Regions from separate parts of the Mus musculus genome. Here all the other regions are linked to region 2. The links are chromatin contacts, called in public HiChIP or PLAC-seq maps. All regions are on one chromosome and are shown on one strand. Each heading gives the region's core, a stretch centred on a gene start, on an enhancer-like site or on the middle of the called end of the contact. The rest is flanking DNA. Distances are from core to core; before and after follow the strand shown.

Region 1 (3,955 bases), core at 306-2,805, 260 kb before region 2:
GGCAGCATAACGGGGCACCTCGGCTCTGTTCTCTAAGGACGAGGCCAGTATGGCCAGAAGGCCCCTTTGGAACAGCAGCAAAGCATCATGAAGGTGGAAGTTCCTTAGCTCTAGAAAGACACTGCCAGAATTCCAAAATGGTACAAAAACATGCCTCAAGTTCTTGCCAGCAGAGGACTGTAGTCATACGGGCAGCGGCAGAAACAGGTCTTATAGTTCCCAGCTTCACAAGGACAGTGACACATATGTACACACACATACCTATGTTCACCTAACACAGAAAAAAGCAGGAAGAGCCAGCCCTATGAGAGGAAGAGGCTCCTGGCTGTCAAGTCCCAGACCCAGCTCAGGTTCCTGACTGAAGCCATTCTGTCTCCTCCAGTATACATGGCCAAGTGACTGTCCACATCTCCTAGCCCACAGCTGGCTTGTCATCAGCCTTCATTGCAGCACCATGGAAACAAGGAATCCATCTTTGACAAACATTTACAGATTATCAAATCACAACAGCAGCCCCAGACAGAGCCATAAGTCACCCTAAGCAGCCATTCGCACTGCAGTCTGAGGAGTTTGGGCAGCTCGGTGATGATAAATAACTGCTGTCATCCACCCTGTCCCCCTGTGCAAGATCCGTGTTCTCTGTTGTTCCACACTACCTGGTGTTTAATGACAACACTGTCAGCCCAACACTCAGCCACCAAAGCTGCTGCCGCCTCAGACTGTCAGAGCCCTATTAGAGGGAAGATTGAGACCCTACTCTTCCTAAAGTCACTCAAGCAACACAAGCTGCTAGTTCCTGTAATTATTGTGCGCTAGCCATCGATCGTGCACGACACCTGACCCGCCTGTATGAAATGGGAGTAGTTTGCTGTGTGACAGTCGCTATAGATTATGGGGGTAGATCTCCCCTCCCCTTCTAACCATCACTCTACCCGACCTTAAAGGCTGGTGAAAGAAGGAGGAAAGATAGTGCCACCCACCATCAGAGAGCTGCCACCCACAGAGTGGAGGTGGGCCTGCCCAGACTTCAGGGGGCCGCTCAAGTAGCCAGCCCCTAACTGGCTTGCAGCTGCACCCAGTCAACTTCAGATCCCAGACGACTAGAAGATAGCCTGTTCCACTTCAATATTCTACAGGGACTTAGGCATATTGTCAGCATATGGGAAAGAACCTTCCTTGGTACTGAGTCCTGGCTGGATCATAGATCATGATGCTTCACCTTGTTGATCTGCTGTGACACTAGCTCCAAGTAGGCAGAGGCACAGTGCTCCCTCTATGCCATAGGACCACCTATAACCCCCAAACCATAATGTAGCACACACCAAAGATGGAAACCTGCTGCTAAACCGAATGCTCCAGTCCCTAAAGATAGGGATAGTCCCAACTCACCCAACTAAGTTCATCCTTGCTCCACCATCCCTGTGACCTAGGGACCCTGGGACCCTTCTCCTCTTCCTTGGGATGCTTATGTCCCCAAGCCCTCTAGAGACCATGCCCTCACACGGAAGCTAGTCAAACTCACAGACATGCATGGGCATCAGCACAGTACCAGAGGGCAGGGCCTGCCTGTGTCAATGCCACACCTCCAAGCTCTGAGTAAGGCATAGGCAGAATGCTCAGGCCCTCCTCACTCAATTTCAGGGGACAGGCCATAGCGACCTTTTAATCCAGATTTAGGTTCCCTCAATTTCTTTGGTCACAGCTAGCTAAATCCCCAGGCACCCAGGCACTGCTATGTAAACTCCAGCATGGTATACAAGGCAAAGTAGGAGGACAGGGCAAAGGACAGGCTGCATCTGAGGCCCCCCAGAACCTGAGCTGCTAAAGTCACTAAATGATTTCATTGGAAATCTGAGGAAGCAGCCTCAGCTTACCCTAAAAAGCCACAGATTGAACCATCATGGGACTAATTCCCTCCTACCCATAGTGGTGACTCAGAAGCCAAGAGGACAGATCACAAGGCTGAGTAGCTGCCAGATGGCCTGAGGTCCTAACTCCATCTTGTAAACTTCCCCAGAGAGCACAAGCATCCTGCTCACCAAAGCTTGCCCTTTTCTTGGCATCCCTCCTCTTACTACCTGAGTTAGAGCCAAGAAAAGATGCTCTGAAAGAAGCCTGAAAACCACACTAAAAAAACAGGCACAACTTAGAGGAAGCTGTACTGCTCTTGTTAACACTGGGTTACCAGGCCCTTCTTGGCCACTCTTCATTTTCCTCCTGGGCCAACCTGGCCTTCTACTACGGAGCAATGAGCCAGCTGCAGAGGGAAACCCTAGGAGCTAGATACTAAGTATGCTAAGCCTTTGGGACTATGTCACTGAGTCTGCACTGTGAACTACACTCTCGGGAAAGATCTAGTTCATGTCACAGCTTTCATATTCACCTGTGCTTCTGCACATTCACCCTTGTGTGTGTGTGTGTGTGTGTGTGTGTGTGTACACTGCCCACAGAGCTGTCAGTACAGATTGGGGCCTTGAGAAATCAGCAAGGGTCTCCCCAACCCCCAGCCCAGTTTAGATCCCAGCAGACAGCAGGGTTCCCTCCCTGGCCTCAAATGAAGCCCACTGGTAGGATAGGCACCATCGCCCTCAAAATGTGAAAAATACATCCTTCTTCCCTGGAGTCTCCCAGACAGTAACAATGACACAATCTGCTTCAACATCTCCTGGGAACATCCCCTCAGGAGCAAAGAACCTGCTAGGGCCTGAGGACGGGAAGCAGCAAATGCTATATGAACCCAGGCAAAGGGTGTCCTAGAGAGGAAGGGTCCTCAACACAACGCAGCATCTCTGTGAACCTGGAATCCTTCTGACCACAGGACGCTCCAATGAGGTGGAACAGGGAGGGAAGGAAGGAGCAGAAGGGACTGTGCTGTGGTCTGGGAAGGGCTGAGGGGGTACAAAGCCCACAGGTGCTAGTCAACTAGAATTAGGCAGACAGCTGCAGCAGCAGACTGGTGAGTGGATCTCAAACGGTACTGGCCCACTCCCACATGCAGCCCTCTAATTTACCTACAGTGCCAAGGACTGAGGATTCCAGAGTGATGCCTCCTCTGGGTTAACCACAGAGGAACCTCCTCCGGCACCACAGGGAAGCTTCACACAGTAGCAGCTAATCCTGAATCATCGGAAAACAGTACTAACAACCCAAGCCTGCTCCCACGGCCCGCCCACCTGACCATGAGACCTAAAGAAGGAACCCTGGGATCTGACTCCTAGATATAAGGCAGAACAACTGCTGTGGCCCCTGCCTGTGTCTAGAAGGCATAGCGAGAAGCCAGGTGGGCGTCTCCGAGACCCCAGGTGGGCGCTGGCAGGAGACAGACACATGGAAAACAGGCATCTGGGGTTGGGGCAGGTGAAAGCAGTGAGCGCTAGCGCGATAGCTCCCAGGATAGCGAGCCCAGCATGGGTTTGAAGAACCCTCACAGCTTCTACTGAGTAGAGAGAATGGAGAGATGGTCTGAGCCTTGAAAACAAGTCTCAGGAGACAATCTCCAAAACACTCATCTAATTTCAACCTTCTAAACATATGGTGACAACTGTACACAGGACCAGACTTGTGGTGTGGCCATAGCTCAGAAGGGCTTGGTGTCCTCCTCATGTGAGCTACTCAGGATTCCAGGACATCCTGAGAGACACACATGAGGACTCTAGACTGCCCAACCCTTTCCAAAAACCTTCTTCTCAGGTGGCTAGGGCTCCAGAAAGTGGCCAGTATCACCACCCAGGACTTAGCCTCTGTAAGTGACACCAGCCCACCACAGGAGACAGAACTTCTACCCAGGCTTCCACAGATGTGCATCCTACCACTTACATGCTCTGCTACTGATGCAGAGAGGGCCATTAAGAGACAAGCCGCCACCAGATCCCAGCCCAGTCCATGCAGCTTTGAATACACTGGAAAGAGGAGACCACAGCTTTAGGACTAATTTAGATAAGAAGAGCCCAAAGAA
Region 2 (4,068 bases), core at 571-3,070:
GCTGAGTGTCTCAGGTACGCAAGCCAAGCTCTGCCCTTCACCAGCTCAGAATAAAGAGTTATTTCCATTACACAACATATTAAATACCCTGAGCAAATCACCTAAAATCTAGTCCTGAGGCTCTTCCTGTGCAGGGGCATGGCCTATTTCTCAGGCAGCAGCGAAGATTTATGGAATCAATTTCCATGAAGTCCCTTAAGTCTGCATATGGAAAGTAAGCCACAGGTTCTAGCAACATTAGTACCATTGAGAGCAGTGCCAGACCCCAAGAATAGGACTGGCTGAAGGACGCTGTCTTCCATCTGTTCAGGTCCCTTCACAGGGTGTAGTGCTACTTCCTGGGTAGCCAGGCTTGTACTGAGCACTGTGGATGCAGCAAAACAAGAGAAAGAGAGAGAGAGAGAGAGAGAGAGAGAGAGACAATTCTCGGGGGCCTTGTGGTCAAATGCTGGCAAAGACGGCTTCAGTGGTGAGACTTACTGCTCGAGACCATCTCAATAATGACACTATCTGTCTAGCATCGCGCTAACCTTTCAGTCTGCATGAACAACAGGGGCTACCCAGAAATGAGGCATCCACTCTCCTCCAGTGCTGTTTAAAGTATTTTATACTCTGCCCTCACCCTTTCTTCTATCATCTGACAGCCACCTAAGGGCAGTCATCAACTCCTCAACTCTCTGGTTGTCTTTCCGAAAAGACCATTTACACCAATAGCGTCAAGCAGCGGAAGCAGGAATTTTTTTTTTTTTCTTTTGAAGTTAGCCCTGATGTGAGCAAGACATACTAGATCCACCCCTCACAAGCTGGAGCAAGTGCCCCTCTCCCATTATGAAGGTGCAGTTCCCAGCTAAGGCTGAGGAATGGCAGCCTGTGTGTACTCTACTCGACCCTACCCTACGGCTGGCCTCCAGGCACCTAGGGCTTAAGTGGTCTCAGCCCTTGCTTCATCCCCTCTGAGTGAGGGTGGCGGCTAACAAAAGTCTGGATTGCAGTGGGGTTAGGTCCAAGAGATAAATAGTCCCTGAAGGAACTCCTGGTGGTAGCCATTCAAGGAACATTCCCGACTGACTAGGGCAGAACCAAGTTCAGCCCTTGGAGCGTCCAGCCCAAGACAAGGGGGTTAGCAAAGTCTTATGATGCCCACCCGGACCAGTGACCGAGGCAGGCACCGGCTGTCGGGTTCCCCACAGAGGCAGTGACAGAATGGCTGTTTGAAAGGTGTGGAGGGGAATGGGGGTTGGGAGAGATGCTCTTCCCCTCCTGCGTGTTAACGGAACGGGAAACCCTCGTCTCTGCACCATGGCGCAGAGCAAATGCTAACGGGTCCGCCCCTTCCGCGTCCCCAACACGGGGCGTAGCCGCGCGGGTCTGGAGCAGGCACCAGGACACCCTAATGCCACCGGACGCCTAGACAGTTGTCGCCCAGTCTCGGCAGACAGGACCGCCCCGCGGGGATCCAGCAGGGCAGCTCCGCGGCCGGCCCACCCCGCCCAGCTGCCGGAAACTGGAGTCCTCGAGCCGGAAGCTGCAGTCGAGCCCCAGCCGTGGCCGCAGCCGCGCGCTCCCGCTCCGCCTCCGCCCCGCGTGCCGGGGACCACGGTAAAGTCCGTACGAGGTCCGGGTCGGGCCGCTGCGCACCCAGGGTCCCCTCCGCACCCTGTCCCAGCCGACGACTCACTCCTCCGAGCTGAGGGCCGCCCCCTGGCCGCGAGGGACTCACTTACGAGAGCTATAGTCGCCGTCGCCATCTTGCGTCCGTCGCGGCCGCCGCGCGCGCCACAAGCATCAGCTCCCTCCGCAGTCTCGCGCGATCTGGGCGTCGGACGCGGAAATCTCGCGACGTACGGCATAGCTACGAGAGCGGAGACCGAAACGCATTTCCGGGGCGGAGCAGGCCGTTAATGTACCGGAGGAGGACGGGGCGGGCCGGGGTTTTGGAGTGGCGACCCGGAGAGCCCTCCCCTGGTCGGGGGGGGGGGGGGTCGACATTTTTGAGTCAGTTCCGTCTGCCTCTTTTCCTACCACCCTATTTTAGTTGAGTCCACTCGCTGAAAGCTCGTAGACTGCGGAGACAGAAGACAAAAAGACTGATGCATCGTCCTTTGCATTGTCCATCTAAAGTCAGGAATCCTCATTCATTTTGAAATATGGTCTCTTTCCTAGTGAGAAAATAGCCGTTGACACGAAGATGGCCCCCAAAAGATGGCTCCCCAGCCTGTCCTGTGGTTATTGTCCTGTGGGCATAAATGTGTACGTTAGTCCCCAAGTCCTGAGCTATGTGTAAATATGTAGTTCATCTGGGCTTTGTGGCCGTAAGGCTGCCTGCAAGGCACCAACCACATCTGTAAGCTCAGGCACCTTCAAACTCCACCGGATAGCCATTCTCGTTTTCCACCCCTCGGGTTTTCAGACTTTAATATAGAGATCTTTAGCAAAACATGGCAGAATATTTTCCTCCCCCTCGGTACCCCCTTTAAACAGGAAAAAGCTCTACTGAAAGCAAACCTAAGTGGGCAGAGAAGTGGAATGCTGGGGAGCCAGGGGAGGGCCTTAGCAGGCTGGTGTGTGATGCTTGTGTCTTGAATTCTCCGAAAATGTGCAGATAGTTTAAAAAAAAAAAAAAAAAAAGTAGGTGCCTCCAGACTTCTATCCCTAATACAGGTTACTAGTCGTTCTGGCTCTGCCAACAGTGCCTGGAGATTAGCTCCTCCTGGGAACGAAGCGCTGAGACCCAGCTTAGCATCTCACTCTTAAGCAAAAGTGGCCAGCCAGAATCACCAAGCAGAAGAGCATGAAAAGAAACCAAGACAACAAAGGAAATGGAAGATACCTAAAGATGTTGCATCCCCCAAACAAGAAAATAAAGATCATGAACTTAGATTTCCCCATTTAAAAAAGAGAAAAATTAAAACGGCCAGGTGTTGGTGGTGCACTCCTTTAATCCCAGCACTTGGGAGGCAGAGGCAGATTTCTGAGTTCGAGGCCAGCCTGGTCTACATAGTTCAGGACAGCCAGGGCTACACAGAGAAACTCTTGTCTGGAAAAACACCCCCCCCCCAAAAAAAAACAAAACAAAATCTGCAAATGAGCGATTCGATAAGTTGAAAAATAAAGTTGAGCTATGTGTGGTGGCATATACCTGTGATCCCAGCACTCCAGAGGCAGGGGCAAGGAGAAGCTCTGTGAATTGGAAGCCAACCTGGTCTACCTTTCCAAGTAGTTCCAAGCAACTGCCAAGACTACATAGAGAGATCCTGTCTCAAAACACAAAACAGAAAACCCATAAAGTTGAAAGTTTCAAGAAAACAAGCGATAATCACATTGGCCAATATTCTTCAAGAATTAGAATTAGATGGGCCCACTAGAGACTCTGAAAATACACACACACACACACACACACACACACACACACACACAGGATGTTGAGTGGGCTGGGTCTCACCACCACCACCAGGGGGAACCCCAGGCACCACCCTCTGATAGTGATGGACCTTGCTTTTCAGAAAAATCTTTGGTAAGCTGATAAAAACTCTGAAATGTTGAATCTGTCTTCTCTAGAACTAGCCAGAGATCAGACTGCATGATGACAGTATTTGGCTGCTTTAGGTATCTTGTGAGTCAAAAGTGAAGAGTCAATGGTTTTTAACAAGCACTGCTTCTGAGTGCCTGTTCCAAGCATGGGCAAGGTGGATCTCTGTGAGTTGGAGGCCCTGCTGGTCTACCTTTCCACTGAGTTCCAAGCAAATTCCAAGATAGTCATGACTATATAGGGAGATCCTGTCTCAGAAAAAAAAAAAAAAAAAAAAAAAAAAAAAGATCAGGTTGGCCTTAAACTTTCAGATCCACCTGTCTCTGCCTCCAGTGTGATTCTATGTACCCCTGCCAGCAGCTGATGGAACAGATGCGGAGACCCACAGCCAAACGGAGCCTAAAATTGGAGATTTGTAACCACAGAATCAGCTAAGCTGGCCTCACAGGGCCTATGCTAGCTCCTCTGCATAAATATTATGGTTGTTAGCTTGGTGTTTTATGGGACTCCTAACCATGGGAATGGGGGTGTCTCTGACT
Region 3 (3,823 bases), core at 499-2,998, 460 kb before region 2:
GACCCTAAGCTGTACACAGCAAATAATCCTGGCCACCAGACAAAGGGGCCATGTGTCCAGATGGCTCAGAGCTTGTGTCCAGACACTGGAGCTTCTTAGCAGAAGACACTTCATTGTCTTCTTAGAGAAAAACTTGGACCACGTGAGCAAGCCCAAGCCACAGGCTTAGCAGTTGAGTCTCACTGACAAGAGAAGGGTATAATTCTCCAGAGAGGAGCCACTCCAAAACAGAATCTCTTCCACAAATGAAGGGGCGTGGGGGTAGGGACAAGCTGGAGCATGCCTGAGAGCTGAAAAGAACAAGAATGATACCAACAGTCTATGCGCATCCAGCTCAGCCCACCTCATTAGAGGATAGGTAAGAGACTGGGGACTACATGAAAGATGGCAGGAAGCACACAGGCCACTAACCTTCTGGGGAAAGCAAGCAAGGAGATGCCCTACCTCCCTGTACCAAATGCTGGTAAGCCAGAAAGCCCCATGCCACTGGTAGGAATGAATGAGAAATGGCACAGGCTCTCTGGAAAGCAGCTTGTCTGTTTCTTGCAAAAGGCAACATGCAGTTTGGGACCTAGCAACTGCCTTCCTGGGCACGGTCCCAGGGAAATGAAACAGCACGGGGGGAGGGCGGGGGGGGGGGCGCTGCTTCCCAACAACCTTGTAAACACGTCCTTCAGTGGACAAAGGATCCCAAAGCTGTGATGCACACAGCGCAGAGGCAGCTGTTCAGGAGGCTGAATGAACCACCATTCAATACACAGCCACTCTTGTGAATCTAGACAGCGATGCCTGAATGATAATCGGCAAGCTCCGCCAAGTTGCACGCTGGACAATTACATTTATCTAGCATGTTGGCGTTGAATCTAAACGGATGAGGTGGAGACGACACTTAAAGAAAGGGTCTGTTAGAGGTTTGATACAGGCTTCTGCAGCACAGGAGGCACTAACACTGTGTACTAGTCATGTAAAATGGCGCCCCCAGGGAGACTTCACCAAGCACACAACAGCTCTCGATTCGTTTCTCATAACTTCATTCTCCAAGCGCCGTGGGCCACACCTATCGTCCCAGGACTCGACCGAGGCAAGAGATTGCTAGTTCTAAGCCAGCCTAACCAAATATAATAGTGGAGAATATACCCAGAAAGTCGAAAGAGCACAAGAAGTGACTAGATTTAAATATCTGTAAAGGCCCGCGTTAAGGACAGAGCAGGGGACCCTGGCTTTGCCGGAAAGGAGGGGCGGGGTCGGATGATTCCAGGGGGCTACAGGCCGTGCACTACTGGGTCCGCCATCCCGGCGTGCCACAGATGGCAAACCCGATGACTGAGAAATAACACGAAGCCTGCAGAAGAAGGCTTGGAGTCCTGAGAAGAGGCGCACGCCGGGAGAAAGGCGCCGCCCGCAGCCCAGAAGCTTGCACAGGCACAGACGCCTGCTTAGCATCCTCTCAAGCGAAGCTCGAGCCCGCAGCCACAGCATCACAAGGAGCGAGGGCAGTGTCTCCTAGAGCCGACCCGAAGGGGCGGGGAGAGGTAGGCGGGCCTACGGCCGCAGCACGGGATCACAGAGAGGCCGGGCGGCTGCTCCTAGAGCGACACCAGAAGGGCGTGAACGAGCAGGCGGGGCTCCGGAGCTTGCGGCGGTACCACCGAGAACCCGGCAAGGGTCCTAGAGCGGCACTGGAGTGGGTTTCGAGCGGTGGGCGGGGCTTAGGGTGCGCGGCAGCACCACCGAGAGGCCGGGGAAGGTAGAGCGGCACCAGAGGGGCGGGCGCCTTTAGGCGCGGGAGTGGCGGGCTCAAGTGGGCATTGTTAACGGTCGCCCGCCCGCCGGTCAGCCTGCTTACGGCCACGTTCCGCCGGCGTCTGTGCTCGGCACCCATCAGGTACTCTCTGCGTGTGTGCACGGTAGCCCCGACCGGGCGAAGGCCGGCTTCTGAGTCGTTTCTCTGTGGACCACCTCGGCGGTGTTGCAGAGGTCCTTGGAGGCGGGGAAGGTGGGCCGGGCTACCTAGCGAAGCCCCTTGTTGCTGGATGCATTGAGCGCCTTATCCTGCCGGCTCCAGCAGCTCCTTGATGGACCTGAGTCCCTAGGTCAGCGGAATTCAACTAAGTTGCCTGAATCACTCGCACCTACTCCTGTGCACAGGCCTGTGAAGAGAGGGGGCAATAAGCTAAGTCGCTGGGGTCTTCTCTGGTTTTAATGACTATTTAAGTTTTCAGTGAGGATGGTCCTTGGTGAGCAGACACAGACACCTGGGTCCCGCTTGTCATTCCTCTCACCAGAGTGATGGTGTTTGAATTGGTACTGAGTGATGCTGCAGACAGGGACTCTCAGGTGTCTCCTGAGCTGTCCCACAAAAGACAAACACTTTCAGATGCTGACATAGAGCAAACAGTCACCTAGCCGCCTGGATCTTGGACTCTGAATCCGGATAAGAATTTTATCTGCTGGGTTAGATATGTGGGTATTTGTCAAATGCTTAGAACAAAATACAGTGTGTTCCCAAAGTGTTTTTGGGAAAGTGTGGGTGCTCTAGATGGAACTGCCAGCAGAGCCCACCCCTTTGGGCCTCTGGGAGTAAAGGGGATGGTGCAGGTTTAGAGATAAAGAGGGGTCACATAGAGAGAGCCTCATCAATACAAGAGGCATCCTTTGGGGGTCTGATGGGGTTTGCTGTGGATTATGAGGAGAGCCCTGAGTTTTCCAGGCTCAGAACCAGGCTGTTGTATGGTAGAGTTACTTCCTACTCCAGGGTGTTTGCACAGTCCCAATGTGGGCGGGTAGAGAGGATAAGGAAGAACGGGGAAGGTTCTGTTTGGGGAGGTGGAAAATGGCCATCGGTCCATGATGGCTATGGCTTTCTCTGGGATGAGTGAAAATCTTGTCTTCAGGCCCAGGAGTGTCTGTGGCTGAGTGAGAGAGTCACTCAAAGAGATGAGCATACAGTGGACCAGAGGCTCTGAGCTCAGCTTATAGGCCTGGGGCTAGAGCTCTGGGGAGTCCACTTTAGTCTGAGGGGCTCATCATGTGAGCAGCTGGAAAGACAGTGGAGCTGCAGAGAGCTAAGAGCTGCCTCTGACCTGTTGTTCATGCTTTTGCCTCCAGAAGCAAGACGACCGTGGTTCTGTCTGCTTGATGCAGCTTCGTACGCAGGAGCTGTCCCTGACAGCGAAGTCCCAGAGAAGGAGCCAGGCAGCCACTGTCTGAAAACCCTCAGCCTTCCCTGGCCTCCAGGGGGGTTTCCTGCTTCCTAAGAGCAGCAATGGAAAAGCCTGCAACTAGGAAAAAGAAGAGTCAGGCCCCAAAGGAGGAGGCAGGTGCGCAAAAGGCCACTGTCAAGGGAGAGAAAACATCAAAGGGGAAAAAGGCAACCAAGAAGCCAAGAAAGCCCCGCAGACCCCGAAAAGAACCTGTCCTGAGCCCCGAGGACGAAGCACATATCTTTGATGCCTTCGATGCCTCGTTTAAAGATGACTTTGAGGGTGTCCCCGTGTTTGTCCCTTTTCAGAGGAAGAAGCCCTATGAGTGTGGTGAATGTGGACGGATCTTTAAACACAAGACAGATCACATTCGCCACCAGAGAGTTCACACTGGAGAGAAGCCCTTTAAGTGTGACCAGTGTGGGAAGACCTTCAGGCACAGCTCAGATGTCACCAAACATCAAAGAATTCACACCGGTGAGAAGCCCTTTAAATGTGGGGAGTGTGGAAAAGCCTTCAACTGTGGTTCTAACCTTCTAAAACACCAGAAAACGCACACTGGAGAGAAACCTTATGGCTGTGAGGAGTGTGGAAAATCCTTCGCCTACAGCTCCTGCCTC

Evidence for each region. HiChIP or PLAC-seq counts read pairs in DNA pulled down with a chosen protein or histone mark.
Region 1: a contact with region 2 is called in a CTCF HiChIP or PLAC-seq map of the NIH/3T3 cell line, with 5 read pairs. The contact joins the enhancer-like site here to the promoter of Puf60 in region 2. A contact is called at or near these places in 1 of 15 datasets of contacts at CTCF or cohesin (the NIH/3T3 cell line), 1 of 115 datasets of contacts at active chromatin or transcription factors (microglia) and 1 of 9 other capture datasets (adipose tissue).
Region 3: a contact with region 2 is called in an HNF4G HiChIP or PLAC-seq map of pancreatic cancer cells. The contact joins the promoter of Zfp41 here to the promoter of Puf60 in region 2. A contact is called at or near these places in 1 of 39 promoter capture datasets (erythroid cells), 4 of 484 Hi-C or Micro-C datasets (CD4 T cells, CD8 T cells, embryonic stem cells and 1 more) and 2 of 115 datasets of contacts at active chromatin or transcription factors (embryonic stem cells and pancreatic cancer cells).

The regions. Positions count from the first base shown.
Region 1 is chr15:75,818,961-75,822,915 of GRCm38.p6, forward strand. The region is part of intron 3 of Zc3h3 (zinc finger CCCH type containing 3); the gene reads right to left. Among named protein-coding and RNA genes, the nearest start is that of Zc3h3, 21 kb to the right of the region's middle. Within about 2 kb of position 1,556, at least 65 of the 459 cell types and tissues checked have an H3K27ac peak or open chromatin away from gene starts, as enhancers often do. A contact at or near this core is called in the NIH/3T3 cell line, where this site is marked.
Region 2 is chr15:76,079,126-76,083,193 of GRCm38.p6, forward strand. It overlaps Puf60 (poly-U binding splicing factor 60), which reads right to left and starts at 1,821. Exons shown (of 12, transcript NM_028364.2): 1 at 1,725-1,821. The coding sequence starts at 1,748. It overlaps Gm48952 (a long non-coding RNA gene), which reads left to right and starts at 3,401. Exons shown (of 2, transcript XR_003951572.1): 1 at 3,401-3,514.
Region 3 is chr15:75,614,936-75,618,758 of GRCm38.p6, forward strand. Zfp41 (zinc finger protein 41) reads left to right here and starts at 1,749. Exons shown (of 3, transcript NM_001044718.2): 1 at 1,749-1,885; 2 at 3,109-3,823. The coding sequence starts at 3,266.